Regions from separate parts of the Rattus norvegicus genome. Here region 2 is linked to region 1. The links are chromatin contacts, called in public Hi-C maps. All regions are on one chromosome and are shown on one strand. Each heading gives the region's core, a stretch centred on a gene start, on an enhancer-like site or on the middle of the called end of the contact. The rest is flanking DNA. Distances are from core to core; before and after follow the strand shown. Region 1 overlaps Ccdc162 (coiled-coil domain containing 162). Region 2 overlaps Ccdc162 (coiled-coil domain containing 162).

Region 1 (7,836 bases), core at 1,543-4,042:
TGCCCTCCTGCCCATCTCTGAAAACAGGAAGTTTCTTCAGTGCAGTGCAGCACCGACGACCCTAGCCGTGTGCAGGAGTACCTGCGCACTGTCCAGTGGGGCTCCCAGTTCAGTAGACGCCTTCCAGATCGTGTGACGGCTGCCCACAAGGACATCTTCCAAGAGCATCTGCACAGCCACCAGCTCTCCATGGGCCACTTTGCGGTCACGGTCACTTAGTCCACAGAGACACATCTGAAAACAAAGATACCTTCCCATTTTGAGGACACCTACACATCCTTTGTACATGGTTTTGAAGGAAAAATGTTAAGTGCAGCCATGTTTATAACCCTTACCCTCTCAATTAATAAAAACATCCACAAAAATCTCAGTATCGGTTCTAGAGTAAAGCTCTTCTTGTACAGGTTTTGAGTAGCAAGTCTCCCAACCTTACACCGATACAGCAAATGAAGAACGGGGTCATCTGCGTTTCCTTTAAATCCCTCTTGCTCTTACTATTTAAAAGAAAAATCTTTTTTACTAATGGAGGATTTCGAACATACACAAATGTTAACAAAAGGATTACAATTGTATCCATCTGTATATAGCCAGTCTTGGCCCCACCCCAACTCTCCACTCCATATTCTGGAGCCAAATTAGAGTTGAGCTTTGTGCTGGTTTAAATACTTTTATATATTAATATTTATATGTATGTATACATGTGTATAGATGTATGTATGATTAAGATGTTTACTTAATCATAAGAAAGCACATTTTCCCAAAACAATGTAAAAGAATTTAAAGACACATCATGGTAAGAACAATTAAAGGGGATCCCCCTCCTCAGTCCTGCCTGAGCTGTTCCCAGGTCAGGAGTCCCACGTCTCTGAGCGTCACTGGGCCAGTTGCTCTAGGAGGCTTGGATGGTGACTCCAGGTGAGTGGCCACTTCTCGAGGTCATTACTGCTCTGGGAACATGGCTTTTCTCCATAATAAGGAAATATGACTCACCTCATGTTACAGCTTTATGATCAAACATGCATTTATCTTCTAAATTACCACTGGTTAGAGTATGAACTTGTGATACCCTGCCCTGTGGTCTGTGTTTGGTTTCCTCTCCAATAAGTGGGAAGACAGATCTACCTGCATATCATACTCTAGGGTGTCCGGGATGCTGCTTATAACTGGAAACGGTCCACCGTCTTCCAGGAACGTCCTCCATGGGAACAGCCCAAACGCCTAAAAGAGATGATAATGGTCTCATGCATCCCTAAAATGAAGGTGTCTGCACACAAGCGCGATTTCTGCATCCATGCTCCAAAGCCCACTTCCATGGTTCATTTATTATGCATAGCCTTCTCACTGCAGCATGCCCCGTGAGAGGAAAGAGTAGCAATGAGTGTTACTCTTCTCCTTGGTTTGGCTAAAATGGTTACAGTATACACAGGAAACTCCAAGGTCCAAAGTTCCAGAACAAGAGGGTTGTGGTGGCACACACCTGTGAGGACAGCGCTTGAGAGGCTGATGCAGGAGGATTCCAAGTTTGAGACCAGATTTAGCTAGACCTGTGATTCTCAACCTGGGGGTCGAAGGACCCTTTCACAGGGGTTCAAGGACCCTTTCACGGGGGTTACATGTCAGATATCCTGTATCTCAGATACTTATGGTGCGGTTCTTAACAGCAGCGAAATTACAGTTCTAAAGTAGCAAAGGAAATAATTTTATGGTTGAGGGTCACTGCAGAATGAGGAACTGTGTTAAAGGGGCTTGGCTTTAGGAAAGTTGAGAACCACTGAGCTATTCAGTGAGACTCTGTCTTGAGAGAAACAAAACAAAGGAACTTCTGGAATAATACTGTACCAAGGGGGCATGTTTTTAAGCAACAACAGTAAACCTAGTTAAACAATGTCTATATCAGGGGCCTTCAAGACCTGTCTTACGGCTCTGACGGAGGTTAAGGATTGGCATGGCAGAAGGGGACTTGTTCGAGACATTTATAATGTTTAAGTAGGAGTCTTGTGAGATAATTTTAAAGCTGCGTACACAAACTTCCCAGCAGAAGACAATGTTTAGGGCTCACTGACAGTTAGGTACACACCTGCAATCTTAGCACTTGGGAGGTGGAGACAGGACAAGCAGGAATTCAAAGTCATATTTGGCTATATAATAGGTCAGCCTGGGCTACGTGATACTCTTGGGGAGGTGGTGATATGTGGGAGGAGAAGGAGGGAGGGATGACTCTTCATCATCCCTTTGACTCTGGCTGGACTTAAGACTCAGTGCTAGTGAACTAAGAGCACGGCAGAAATGATGGTGTCAGTTTGTGCAAAGCCCATGACTGCTACTTTGAGTTCTCTCTCTTGGGCTGCCTGCCCTTGGGAAGCCATTTTCCACGTTGTGAGAAAGTTCTTTAGAGAAGACCATGGGAACCATTTTGGATGTGGATCTCCTGACAGCTAGTGACAGCTGGTGAATGAGGGTTGAGTCAAGCTTCTCAGTGGTGCCCTGAGATGATGCTCTTAAGGCCTGGCCAACCAGAGAAACCCTAAGCCAGCGCTCCCTCCTGACCTGTTCCCAGCTCCCTGACTCAGAGCTTGGGAGTGATAATGAGTGCTTATGGCCCTAACCTGTTAAGCTGCGGGAGGGCTTGTGCTCTTGGCCACAGAAAAGCAGCAGACGGTGTGGGACCTGATGCTACTGACGCTTCTCAGGGATCCATCTCTGGCTTTCTCAAACTTGACCTCCATAGAGCTGGAGAGAGTGTCTGCCTGGGTGTGGTGTGATCTCTGGCTTTCCTGAACTTTGACCTCTGTAGAGCTGGATAATGTCATGGTTGCTAGGATTACATTTGATGACACATGTTGTAACCGGGGCAACTCAAAGCCCAGCGATTGACCTATTTATGCCTTATAATTGCATCATTATTTATTCAATAGAAAATGTTGCAGAACCAAGTTAATCTCAAATCGGAGGTCATTCGGTTCTCAGATAAAAGACACACACAACCTTTATATCTCTAATAAGCTTTATGCATTAGAGCTGGGCAGATATCTAACCATCTATGCTATTATGTCTACTTCCTTATCAATAAACCAGAGTTATAACTTGCCAGGTTTCATCTGGGCAGCTCTTAACTCCAATTATCGAGCCCTCACAGCCATGTTTTCATGATTTACCTACCCCACAGTGGCTTCCTCCACTCTCCACCTTCTTCTCCCCTCTCACGGTTCTCCTCAGACCCCAAGGTGAGAAACAAACCCCCAAACTCCCACCCCGTCCCATGCTCCACCCTGCTTATCCCTCTTCTGCCCAGCTGTAGGCTGTAGGTGTCTTTATTCACACATCAGGGATAACTTGAGAGGAAAGGTTACGTAACATCATTTGATTCAACTTTCAGATTCTCTCAGCCCTGGGAGCGACCAGGCCTTGGGGGCCAGCACTTAGCATTACATTAGCAAAAGACCAAACCTCAACAAGAAAAGATAGAACCTTTGAGTTTTCGTTTTCGTTCTTTCTTTGTCTGTCTGTCTGTTTGTTTTCCCTGACAGCTTGAGTAGACAGGCTGTTGCATCCAGTCACCCTAGTAGACGCTCACCAAAAAGACCCTGACTGGAAATAACTCCTGCTCACAGGAGTCCCCAGGACTCCCTGTATGAGTGAGCAAAAGAAAGCTGAAGAAGACCCAAGGGTCATGAAAGCATAAAGACCCTGCAAAATGGAAGCCAAGTGGAAACGAACAGAGGACACTGCTGTAGTCCACTCATTTTCTTATGGGTACAAAACACCTCTGAGACTCACCCGGAGGCTCCGAGGATCCAGTGGCTGGGGCAGGCTGAGCTGTGAGGCGAAGATGCTCTTCCTGAGAGAGTTGCCCAGTTGTGGCAAACCACAGCACGCACCATCTGCGACAGACTGGTAGGCAGGAGCATTTCCCGCGGCCAAAAATGTTCTGTCAAAATACAGTGTGAGTTTTTGTTTAATATGGTTACTTATGCTTCTAAAGCCCAGAACTTTCTTCACACTTACTGTAGCAAGAGACAATTTTGAGAGGGTAAGAGATGTCTTCCTCAGCCACAGCACCCATGCCGACCTTCCCCCTCAGTCTCTAGCTCTCTGGGGAGGGGGGGTTGATACTATTAATGGGAGAAATCCAGAGTTTCTATCAGTAGAGTATATCGATAGAATTTTCTGGAAGACTGAAAGATTCGGAAGGCCCTGGCTATATGTTATTGGACACCTGAAGTATAGCTCTCGGGAACGAGAGATTGAGTTTTAAATTTTGCTTAATTTTAGTTAATACTAACTTGAATTAATCAACCACACAGCTACAGAACTGGGCATCACACCTTCAGCTCTACAACAGTGACGTTAGCTCTTAGATTTTTCAAAAAGTTAGCAGCTAAGGTAACAGCCCAAATGTATAAAACCAAATTTTAGATTGAGTAAGATCCACGGGGTCAGAGAGAAGACGCTTTTGTTTCATTGAAATGAAATTTGGCTTTGTGTATCAAGAACCTCATCCTCCCCACCCCCACTCCACCCAAGACAAGAGCATGAAATTTATAACGTATGTAAGAACGAGTAGCATATGGTATAATTCAGGATGATTTTTCCTGCCTCAAAGGAAATAAGATTTACAAGGAAGTAAAGGGAAACATGCTGGGGTAAATTGGGGGAAAGTATCTCAGAGAAACAAAGTCATCTGTGGAGACCAACGCACCAGACACCAAAGAGAAAAGAGATTGGCCAGACTTAGGGAAATGTCAGTTGATGGAGGTGAGGAGCTAGCAGACCCTGGGCATGCCAGAGAGATTTGGGAGCACCTGAGCCCCAACAGTGAATCCCTGTGAGGGGTGTGGAAAGGGACAGTAGCCTTGAGAGGCCAGAGAAGACCTGAAACCCCACAACAGAGGTGAGCAAAGTGGTTGTTCTCTCCAACTTCCCCCATAGAGCCCAGGCTGCCTCTGAGAGCCATGAGCAAAGAAGGTAGGGTGAGTTCTAGAATTAAGGTCCAATATTAGAAGTTGCTTTGACGTCTGGTAGGAGCTTGAAGAGTCTAACTGCAGCTTCTCCCCTCCTCCTAGCATAAGGTTCCCGTGTCCACCCACACTCCTTATCAAGGGGAGCTGTGCCCTTTCCAGTGTCCCTGAGCAACAGCTCTGTTTCCTGCCAGCCCCTGGAGCTAGGCAAACAAACAGAGTATGTCTTCCCTGGTAACCAGGGAGTGCCACGCGTCCTTATACTGCAAGGACCATCCCTGAATGTCTACTGTGTTCATCCAAGGCCTCCCATGGCTTGCAGGATGCCCCACTCCTGGCTGTGCCAACACAGTACTAAGGAGTTGCTATTGATCTCATCCGTCACAATATTTAGTGACATTTGTTCATCATCCAGAGTAGAATCTTTTCCTCACTAGTAGGGTGAATAGGAGGCAGCTTAAAAGGATTGAAATAAGAATAAACCAAAAAAAAAATGTAATGAACTGGCTTGAAATTCCAAGGTAACTACTTTTTAAACCCATTTGCAACTTAATAATGTGGCATCGGAAAGCAAAAATATTTTTGCTACAGCAGAAGTAGGAACCATATACTTAATAGTGAAACACCCAAAAAGACAATAAAACTATTGATTGTTGGTGCTTGTGTGTGTGTGTGTGTGTGTGTATGTGTGTATGTGTGTGTGTGAGTGTGTGAGAGAGAGAGAGTGTGTGTGTGTGTGTGCGTGTGTGTGTATGTGTGTATGTGTATGTGTGTGTGTGTGAGAGAGAGAGTGTGTGTGTGTGTGCGTGTGTGTGTGTGTGTATGTGTGTGTGTGAGTGTGTGTGTGTGTGAGAGAGAGTGTGTGTGTGTGTGTGTGTGTGTGCGTGTGTGTGCATGTGCACATGTGCACCTATGTCGGCCCTGAACATGCCAAGCATGCACTCTATCTCCGAGCTAAACCGCAGCTCTGCACTCTACTTAGGATGGCCATTGAAGTCACCTAAAGGCTATCTAAATTTATTTCCCTGTGTCTTTTAACTTCCCTGTGATTGCTCAGTCGGCCTAGCCAGGGAAAACTCAGTATACCAAGTATAGCCATGGCTAGAACGTTCACAGAGGTGAGCTGGGGACTGCTTGAGATAAAAAGACAAACCTCCCACAGGTTATATCATCTTCCCTCACCACAGAACCCAACACAGCCCAGGTGCTTCCCAACTTCCTCTCTGTGGTATATATGCCATATACATCACCATATATATATCAATATATATATCAATCACCATATATATCTACCATATATATCTATCTACCATATATATCTATCTACCATATATATATATACTTGCTTAAAGAGATGGTATGGAAAGCAGGCATTCTCACATAAACACATCTCAGCATAGGTCACCAGTACAGATGCAGGGCGACTGGGAATAATTTCTCCCACTGCACGGCTGCTATCACACCAGTCACAGAAGTGACTATCACCAGTACTCAGGTCTCTCTTCCCCTCCTCTCCCTCCCCTCCCCTCCTCTCTCCTCCCCTTCTCCCTGCTTGGGGGGGCCAACTTTGTTCAATCTTACTTGTTCAGCCTTTGACGCAATCTCTTTCTTGCTCTCCTTTGGTTTTTTTTTTTTTTTTTTTTTTTTTTTTTTTTTCCGGAGCTGGGGACCGAACCCAGGGCCTTGCGCTTCCTAGGCAAGCGCTCTACCACTGAGCTAAATCCCCAACCCCTCTTGCTCTCCTTTGAAGGTTTATTTTTTAAAAACTATTATGTGTACATTATGTAGGTGTGTGTGTGCATGTGTGTGCAGGTTCCTACAGAGGCCAGAACAGGGAGTCAGATCTCCTGGAGATGAAGTAACAGGTGGATGTGAGCTGCCTTGACATTGGTGCTGGGAGTGAACTCTGATCCTATCTGTGCAAGAGCAATACATACTCTTAACTGCGGGATCTCTCCAGCTCCTGACGTGTTCTATTATCTAAAAAGTTTGTGGAGAGCTTTGGAACAAACAGTTACCAAAGTGACTTCAAACCTTGGAAAAACCGTAGAGCCCTACTAAGGAACCAAGGTATAATGGAAGATTGTCCTCTGGCTGTGGTGTGGCCATTGTCCTTTTAAACTCATAGCAGCAATGATTACTGGCAGAAGGCCAACACAAGACTGGGCCTGTGATCTTTCAGCCATGAGGAGGATGGAGGGATTCATGAGGCAGCACCCCTCTCTTAGTCTCTATATAAGAGGTAAACAGTTGTTTGGAGAAGTAGTAAGACAAGAGAACTGGCTTTCGATGGTGTGGCTGCCTTCATCCCTGAGTGACTCAAATTAAGCCCACTGGTTCACCAAGCTACACTGGACGGGACTGTTTCTTAGGTCCGTAAGTCTATCTGTGATGAACTGCATTTGTCTCTAGGGAGCTGACGTACCATCTTCATTGTTATCTTGATTGACTTAGAGTTACCTAGAAAACACACAGCTGGGTGTGTCTCTGAGGCTGTGTCTGGACAGGTTAAAGAAGGAAGAACCCCCCCTGTAGTGAGAATTCTGGAATTTTGGCTTCTTTTTTAAAACAGAAATGCTTTTGTTTTAATCCCTGTGTGTGGATGTGGGGCTGCTTTGGATTGCCCCAAACAGCTGACTATGATTTGCCTTGTGCTCTAACAGAGGCACGGTTTTGCCAGCTGCAAATTGCTTGTGGCATTTGGAATTTTGGGAACTTTTCAGAGGGTATATAAATGCTAGGGCCCTGCTAGGTGGGGTTGGTGGTTGATGGGCATTCTGGTGGGGGTTGGGGGTGCAGTTGGATGCTGTCTGTAGTTGTGCTCAAAGAAGAAACAAAAGGGAAGAAATTAGATTCAAGGATCTTTATTTTTCTCTCT
Region 2 (7,836 bases), core at 3,901-6,400, 91 kb after region 1:
GAAAGATGGCCGTGAATTCAAGGCCAACTTGGGCTGTGGAGTAAGGCTCTCTCTCAAAAGGGGTGTGTGTGTGTGTGTGTGTGTGTGTGTGTGTGTGTGTGTGTGTGTGTGTGTTGAGGGAAGTTTTAGCTAAGCATAGTAGCACACATCTGTAACCCTGGCAGTAGGAAAGGTGAGGCAGGAGGGCCAGAGTTGAAGGCAATCTTTGGCTACACGGCATACTGAGCAAGGCCAGCCTGGGCTATTTGAAAATTCTGCCTTGTATAACAAGCATCTAAGAAATAAATAAATGAACGAAAGAAGAAATAAATTCAGATTTACAGAGTGGGTGTCAGGTGTTGGGGAACTTCCAGCTCAGGTGGTGGGGTGACTTCGTTCAACAAAGAGCAAAGGCAGGAGGAGAACAGAAAGGACCCAGCGTTTGGGATGAGGTTTTTGGAGTGGTCTCCATTGAGGACAGGCAGCATGGCACATAGGTCCTGCAGGATGATTTGTTCAGGGCACTAAGAGAGGGAACAAAAGGGACCAGAAAGGCCTGGTATTGGCAGGGTGCCTGCTCAGTCGGAGGAAAGGTTTTGGCATTGCTGACATCACCAGTCGGTGACTGTCCACTGCAGCCTCCTTACCTTTACAAAGGGAATCCAGGTGGCTCTCTTTTTCAGGGTGGTTGTGGGTCCTGACATAGTCGGGTTCTGCACTTCAGCTCTCCCGGCCTCATAGTCTGGGAATGTCCACATTCTTTGTTGCTCCATGAAGATGCTTCGGAAGTTTTGAGAAACCTAAAGGGGGTTGAGAAGAGAGGGGCAGCGAGCTACAGCCACCATGCTTCGCCGTGCCTGCTTTTCCAGAGTGCTCAGAGCAGCCGAGCTTTCGTTTCCTTCTCTCAGTGTCAATTGTAAGCATGCTTTGGGCTTCACGGACTCTAAAGCTCTCCTCCCCGGCCAGCTGGGTGCTTGCCTGCCACATAGCTCACCTCTGTGTCTAACTTGACGCTATGGTTTTTTTTTCCCTTTTTCTCTAGCTTCCTTCTTGGGCACCTGCTGAGATGTATAGATTGTCTGCTCTGGGTTTTTCTCTTCAATTTTAATAAAAAATAAAAGGAGACGGGAGAGAAGGAAGAGGAGGGGGAGGAGGGAGAAAGGGAAGAGGAGGAAAGAGGGGAGATTTGCCGCCCAAGCATGAGGACCTGAGTTTGAATCCAAACACTAATGAAAAAGACCCCAGCAATGTAACCACATCACTATTGGGTTTGGAAATAGGAGGTCACTGAGTCTTCCTGGGCACCAGCCCAGCTCCAAGTTCAGTGGGAGAGCCTGTGTGAGGAATAAGACAGGGAGAGATAGATCAGGATACCAACTTCCTCGTCTGGTCTTCCCACACGTGTCCAGGCCTGCACTGCACACAGATACATGCTCTCCACACACATGTATGTGTACACATACAAAAGAAAAAGGAGGAGAAAGCTGAAGAGGAGGAAAGAAGTGGGGCCTCAAAGGAATCTTGAATCTCAGAAAACAGCCACTAACTCATTCTCATTCTCTCTCTCTGCCTCTCCGCCTCTGTGTGCGTGTGTGTGTGTGCGTGTGTGTTTGTGTGTGTGTGTGTGTATGTGTGTTTCTCTGTTTCTCTGTGTGTGTGTCTCTGTCTCTCTCTTTCTCTTTCTGTGTGTGTGTGTTTCTCTCTCTCTTTCCGTGTCTCTCTGCCTCTCTGTCTCTCTCTGTCTCTCTGTCTCTCTCTGTCTCTCTCTGTCTCTCTCTGTCTCTCTCTCTGTCTCTCTCTCTCTCTGTCTCTCTCTCTCTCTCTTATCTTTTTACTTTTTATTTTACATGCATGTGTGTCTTGACTGTAAATCTATGCACCACTTGTGTTCAGTGCCCTGGGAGGCCAGAAGAAGGTGTCCGACCCCCTGGGCCTGGAGTTATAAATGGTTGTGAGCTGCCATGGTTCTGGCTGCTGGGAATCGGTGCTTTGGAAGAGAAGCCAGATCTCTTAACTGCTGAGCCACCTCCAGCCCTTACTGATTGTCCTTGAAATAGCCCTGGAGGGAACCTGACTCACGAAGAGCTCTTTGTTATGACAGTACTTCACATGGACATCTCTGTGTGGTGTCATTCATTATGACGGCCAGCACACCTCACCCGTACCGAGCGTCTGCGCCAAAGATCGGAAATACATGTCCACAGCCACTTGACTACATTTTGGGCTGGACTCTAAATATAAACAAGAAGTAAACTGGGAAAGTGTTCAGTTTTTCTGCCCACATGGTAAGCTGGAACTTCTGAGTGCTAAATAAACCCTGCTCTCCTCGGCCTGCCCAGAATACCACTGGCGAGAAGCTCTCAGATGCTACCCCTGAACCTAAGGACCTGCCTCCTTCCGGTCTCACGCCTTCCAGCAGAGGCGACATGGCTAACTGCCTACTTCCAGCTCCTTTCTTGTCCACTGTGTTCAGCCACAGGGGTCTGGGACAGTTACACAACGACGTGAAACATCTCAATGCCACCTAACAGGAAGGCTTGGCTATCTAACATCTCAGTACCAGCTAGTTAAAATTAAACCAGTGTGGAACCAGTGCTCTCTCTCTCGCACTAATTGCATTTCAGTCATTCCACAGCTCTGTGTGACATGTGGACACGTGGACACACCCATCGTGACACTTAGTATTTCAGCTTTGCTGACCACAACTCTTCAGGCTTGCCCCGTGGTGTGAAAGCGGCCGCCGGTATCACATTCACAAGCACGGGGAGGGCCACATGTGCAGATTTGTGTTTTCAGGGGTCACTGTGTTGTAGTCCTAACCCCCACCTCCCCTGGCGAAGGGACTAAGAGCCAGGACTTGGGGAGGTATTTGTTCTTCTGAACAGGAGTAGACCTTGAGAGGCCCTTGCCCTCTACTGAGGAAGGCACACGCGCGCGCGCACACACACACACACACACACACACACACACACACACACAGGTAACATCTGTGAACCAGAAAGCCTTCCCCATGTCTCAACCATCAAAACAGTAAGAGGCCGTTGGTGTAGCCACTTGGTTTGTAGCGTGTCGTTTCAGTAGTGGGGATGGGACCAAGACAGCTGGCTCCCAGTGGAGCTTTATTTTGGAAAAACAGGCGGTAGTCTGCAGGCTACAGTTGGCTGACTCTGACCTTGGGCATTAAAGCACCAGAAAACACACACACACACACACCACACACACACACCACACACATACACACATGTACACACACATACACACACACCACACACATACATACACACACACCACATACACATACATACACACACACCACACACATACATACACACACCACATACACATACACACACACACCACACACACACATACACAGCACATACACCATACATACACATACACACACCACACATACACCAAACACACATACCACACACACACCATAAACATATACACACACACCACACACACATACCACATACACACCATAAACACATACACATACATCACACACACATATACACACATACCACGCACACCACACACACCACACATTCATATACACACACACACCACACACATATACACACACCATACACACATACACACACATAACACACATACACACACATCCCACACACACCATACACACATACACACACCACACACACAACACATTCATATACACACACCACACAAACACACACACCACACACATATATACACACCATACACACATACACACACATAACACATACACACACACACACAAACCACAGGCACACACACATATCAAACACACACACACACACACACACACGCACACATGTACATGCATGCACTGGACTATGATTAATCATCTTGGGAACACAGCTAACATTTCTCACAGCATTGCTCTAAGAAGACCAAAGCTGGGAACTCTTGCCATGAGTTTTGTAACTAGTCTGGATGTGCTGGCTAGACACAAGCTGGTCATCAGAGAGGAGGGAGCCTCAAATGGGAAAACGCCTCTCTAAGACATTGGCTGTGGGCAAATCCATTGAGCGTTTTCCTAACTAGTGATTGTCAGGTCTAAAGCAGGCCCCCAAGACGGCAGTACTGCTGACAATGTCCTAATGGCAGTCTGGGCTCAGCTCAGGATGGACTCTGCCTGGGCCAACAGGAGGGTTGGTACCCAAGCTCGGCGTTCCTCGGGAATCTTATAAGGCACATTTCAGTTTGTCCAATATCTGCCTCCTACAGCGGACTAGCTGGCAATGAGGCACCCAGTTCCTGATTAACTCAAGCCTGTAACAGATCAAAGTTCCCATGCCAGCTTCTAGACTGTTCTGGCTCTAACTGCCCCCTACCCCCACCCCTGGGGCTGCTATCTCCTTAAAAACCTGGCAAGGGGGGCTGGGGATTTAGCTCAGTGGTAGAACGCTTACCTAGGAAGCGCAAGGCCCTGGGTTTGGTCCCCAGCTCCGAAAAAAAGAACCAAAAAAAAAAAAAAAAACCTGGCAAGGCCACCAGTTTGCCATTCTCTCTGCGCCCCTCACAATCAGAGAGTGCACTGATGGCTCAATCCCCAATAAACCTTTCTTTCTACCCATGGAGGGGTCTAGTTCAGTAGTTTCACTGCAGCCTTGCTTACAGTGAGGGCTGGTGGGTTCTCTAAGAAAGCAGGCTGAGCAAGGCACGAGGAACCAGCCAGAGAGCAGCACGCTTCCCTGGCCTCTGCCTCCAGGTTCCTGCTGTGTTGAATTTCTGCCTTGGCTTCCCTCAGCGGACTGTGATATGGAACTGTGAGTCAAATAAACTCTTTCCTCTCCTCGGTGCTTTTAGTCATGGCGTTTCCTGACAGCAATAGTGGGACCATTATAACTAGGACATGGAGCTACATAAAATACTATCAAAAGGAGGAGGAAGAGAAAGTGGTGGACGAGGAGGGGGAGGGGGAGGAGGAGGGGAAAGAGGAGAGGCAAAAGCGACACACCATTTTCCAAAAAGCCAGAGGAATGAGATCAGGCTGGGTCCAGTGAGGTTAAAGAACGTGGGTTACAGACAAAAAGCCCAGTTCTGTAAATGATGCTGGCATGAAAACAAATCTTCAAGCTCAGCACTCTATCAAGTGAACTTCTCCCCCAGCACAGGCACGGGGCGGGGCCAGGGGAGTGGCAGCCTGTAGTGGGGGTGCTGCACTCCGGTCTCAGACTTAGGGCTTGACAGCTCTCCCAGGCATGTCTGTCCAACCTTGGGTACATTTCTATCTTCTTCAGCCCATGTGCTCCTAACTTTTCTTTAAAATCTAGAGGGGGAGAAACCCAAAAGGTAAAATCCCTCTGGCTTCCTCTCATCAGAAGGTCTGTTTATTCTCCTGGGAAGGAGGCTCTTCCTAACAGGAAGATGGCTTGTTACATTGTATAATATTACTCTAGAATCTAGAATCAAGCATTGGCAGAAGAAACAAACAGCTTTGTGCCATATGTGGCTGCACACACCTAAGTAAGACATTCTGGAGGTGGGGGCGGGAGTATCAGGAGTTCGAGATTATCCACGGCTATTCCGCTACTTTGAGGCCAGCCTGTGCTACATAAGATCTTGTCTCAAAAAAACAAATGAGGAACTTTGTAGCAAATGCTAAGCCTTTCCTCTAACCCGGCGTCTTTATATCAGAGTGCTTTGTGTACCAAGGAGAAGAGCTCCATCTCTTTGGCTGAGTCCCTCAGCTTTTGCACGTCGTACGGGATGTGGAAATGTGAGAGTAGAGGCTTCAGTTGAGGTTTCAGACCATCCCTGTCTGTCATGTGCTGAGGCAAGACAAACGCAGCATCTGTTCTCCCTGGCCCTGAAAAATATCCAAAATCAAGAGCCAGACGAGTGAGGGCGAGCCCGAGAGAAGCAGATAGCCTTGGAGAGAGTTGGAAGCACGCCCTCTGCTGGTGGAGAACGTTTTGTTCTGCCTGACCCTGTGCTAGGCAAGTCTGCCCCCTTACCTGCTTGGTTTCTTGCTACCCAGCTTCCAGCCCCCACGAGCTTTCCTGGGAAGCTGCAAGTGGTCCCAGTGATCTCACAGCCCACAAGAGAAACCCACTAGAGCCCCTGGGATACTCTGTATATAATGGGAATGTCACTCAAGGGCACTCAGCAGAAACCTGATCAGGCTTCTAGGTTCTCCAGAACACAAGATAAGGGCAGAGAGACTGAAATTGATCCCGACGGCTAAGTCCTCTGGCAGCTGTGTAACACAAAACCTGAGCCAAGTCTCGGAAGTCATTTCATCTGAAAGGATTAGTATGGCGATGAGTAAACTGAGGCCTAAGGAGGTGACACGCGGGACCATAGGAGGCGTGACAGAAACAGGTGTGGAAACCAACGAGTCCATTTGCCTCTTAACCTGCTAGTTATAAAGATGAAGACAAAAACATCGAAGGTCATGACTATTGTCTTCCATCAGAAAATATTAATATCAAATTACAGCTGATTACAAAAGTATAATAACTTTTGGCATCTAGGAAGAGAGTGGTGCAAAACAGGCTAGTTAGTCTCTGTCAACTCAACACAAGCTAGAGTTATCTGAAATGAGGGAACCTCAATTGAGAAAAAAATGCCTCCATGAGATCCAGCTGTGAAACAACCTCTTATTTAGTGATTAACGGGGGAGGGTGTGGCTCATTGTGGGTGGTGCTGTCCCTGGGCTGGTGGTTCTCGGTTCTGAAAGAAAGCAGGCTGAGCAAGCCAGGGGAAGCAAGCCAGTAAGCAGCACCCCTCCATGGCTTCTGCATCAGCTCCTGCTTCTAGGATCCTGCCCTGTGTGAGTTCCTGTTCTGACTTCCTTCCCATTCTGAGCAATATGGGAGCCTTAGCCAAACAAACCCTCTCCTCCCAACTTGCTGCTATTATTATTATTATTATTATTATTATTATTATTATTATTATTATTATTTTCGGAGCTGGGGACCGAACCCAGGGCCTTGCGCTTGCTAGTCAAACGCTCTACCACTGAGCTAAATCCCCAACCCCATCTCAACTTGCTTTTCGGTCAGGGTGTTTTGTTGCAGAAATAGAAACCCTGGCTAAGTCACAGTCCACGCACAAAATCACAGCCCTCCCTTCACCCTGGTAAAGGCCAGTTCCTTACCTGAAACACTGCGACCCAGAGGACCAGGAGATACAGCGTTAAGGTTGGTGTCACAGACTTTCCCATTTTCCTCACTAAATCCCGGGACTTGCCTATCAGCCAGACTCAGCGCTTTGGAGATGGGCAAATACTGGAGGGCCTAGAGAGACGTAGCCAAGAGGGCACAGGTCAGCCCAGATTCTACAGATGCTCCAGCCTTTGGCTGTGATAGAGAAGGAGGGAGACAGGGCTAAAACTTCAGAAACCTTCCCAATGAGAGAGTCCGGAGCTGGGAGACCCAACCGCGACCAACGAAGAAGCACTTCCGCTTCCAGCCGGTCCCATGGTGGTGGCAGACTTGAGTGGAAAAGGCACGGGATGGATGAGATGCTGGGGGGTGGGGGGGGGGTGAAGAAAAAGACTCAGGTCTGAGTGGAAGACCCAGATGTAGGAGTGCATGGATATGCTATCATGTGACTGAGGAGAAAGAAGTACAGACCACAGTGTCTGACTGGCTCTGCAGGGGGAATGGAGTCGGGTGATCCCTGGGTTTCTTTGGGAGATCCTCTAACCTGACTTAGGGCATTGCCGTCGTAACTCTTCTCGCTCCGTACTGTCCCCTGACCCCTCTTTGGCAGTGCTGGGGACTGAACTCCTTCCTGGCCTTGTTCAAGCTATGGCACACATTCTATCCCTGAGCTACTAACGCTACCTTAACTGTTTACTTTACTACTTGTCATTATTTTCCAACACAAGTT

Evidence for each region. Hi-C and Micro-C count contacts between places; a contact is called where the count stands out from the background.
Region 2: a Hi-C map of liver shows a contact between it and region 1, with 3 times the contacts expected there. The contact joins two enhancer-like sites. A contact is called at or near these places in 4 of 12 Hi-C or Micro-C datasets (kidney, liver and psoas muscle).

The regions. Positions count from the first base shown.
Region 1 is chr20:46,680,614-46,688,449 of GRCr8, forward strand. Ccdc162 (coiled-coil domain containing 162) reads right to left here. Exons shown (of 48, transcript XM_039099214.2): 31 at 3,778-3,928; 32 at 1,123-1,218; 33 at 82-234. Among named protein-coding and RNA genes, the nearest start is that of Cd164, 78 kb to the left of the region's middle. Within about 2 kb of position 2,793, at least 3 of the 93 cell types and tissues checked have an H3K27ac peak or open chromatin away from gene starts, as enhancers often do. A contact at or near this core is called in liver, where this site is marked.
Region 2 is chr20:46,769,536-46,777,371 of GRCr8, forward strand. Ccdc162 (coiled-coil domain containing 162) reads right to left here. Exons shown (of 48, transcript XM_039099214.2): 7 at 7,100-7,238; 8 at 5,649-5,806; 9 at 627-779. Among named protein-coding and RNA genes, the nearest start is that of Ccdc162, 47 kb to the right of the region's middle. Within about 2 kb of position 5,151, at least 9 of the 93 cell types and tissues checked have an H3K27ac peak or open chromatin away from gene starts, as enhancers often do. A contact at or near this core is called in liver, where this site is marked.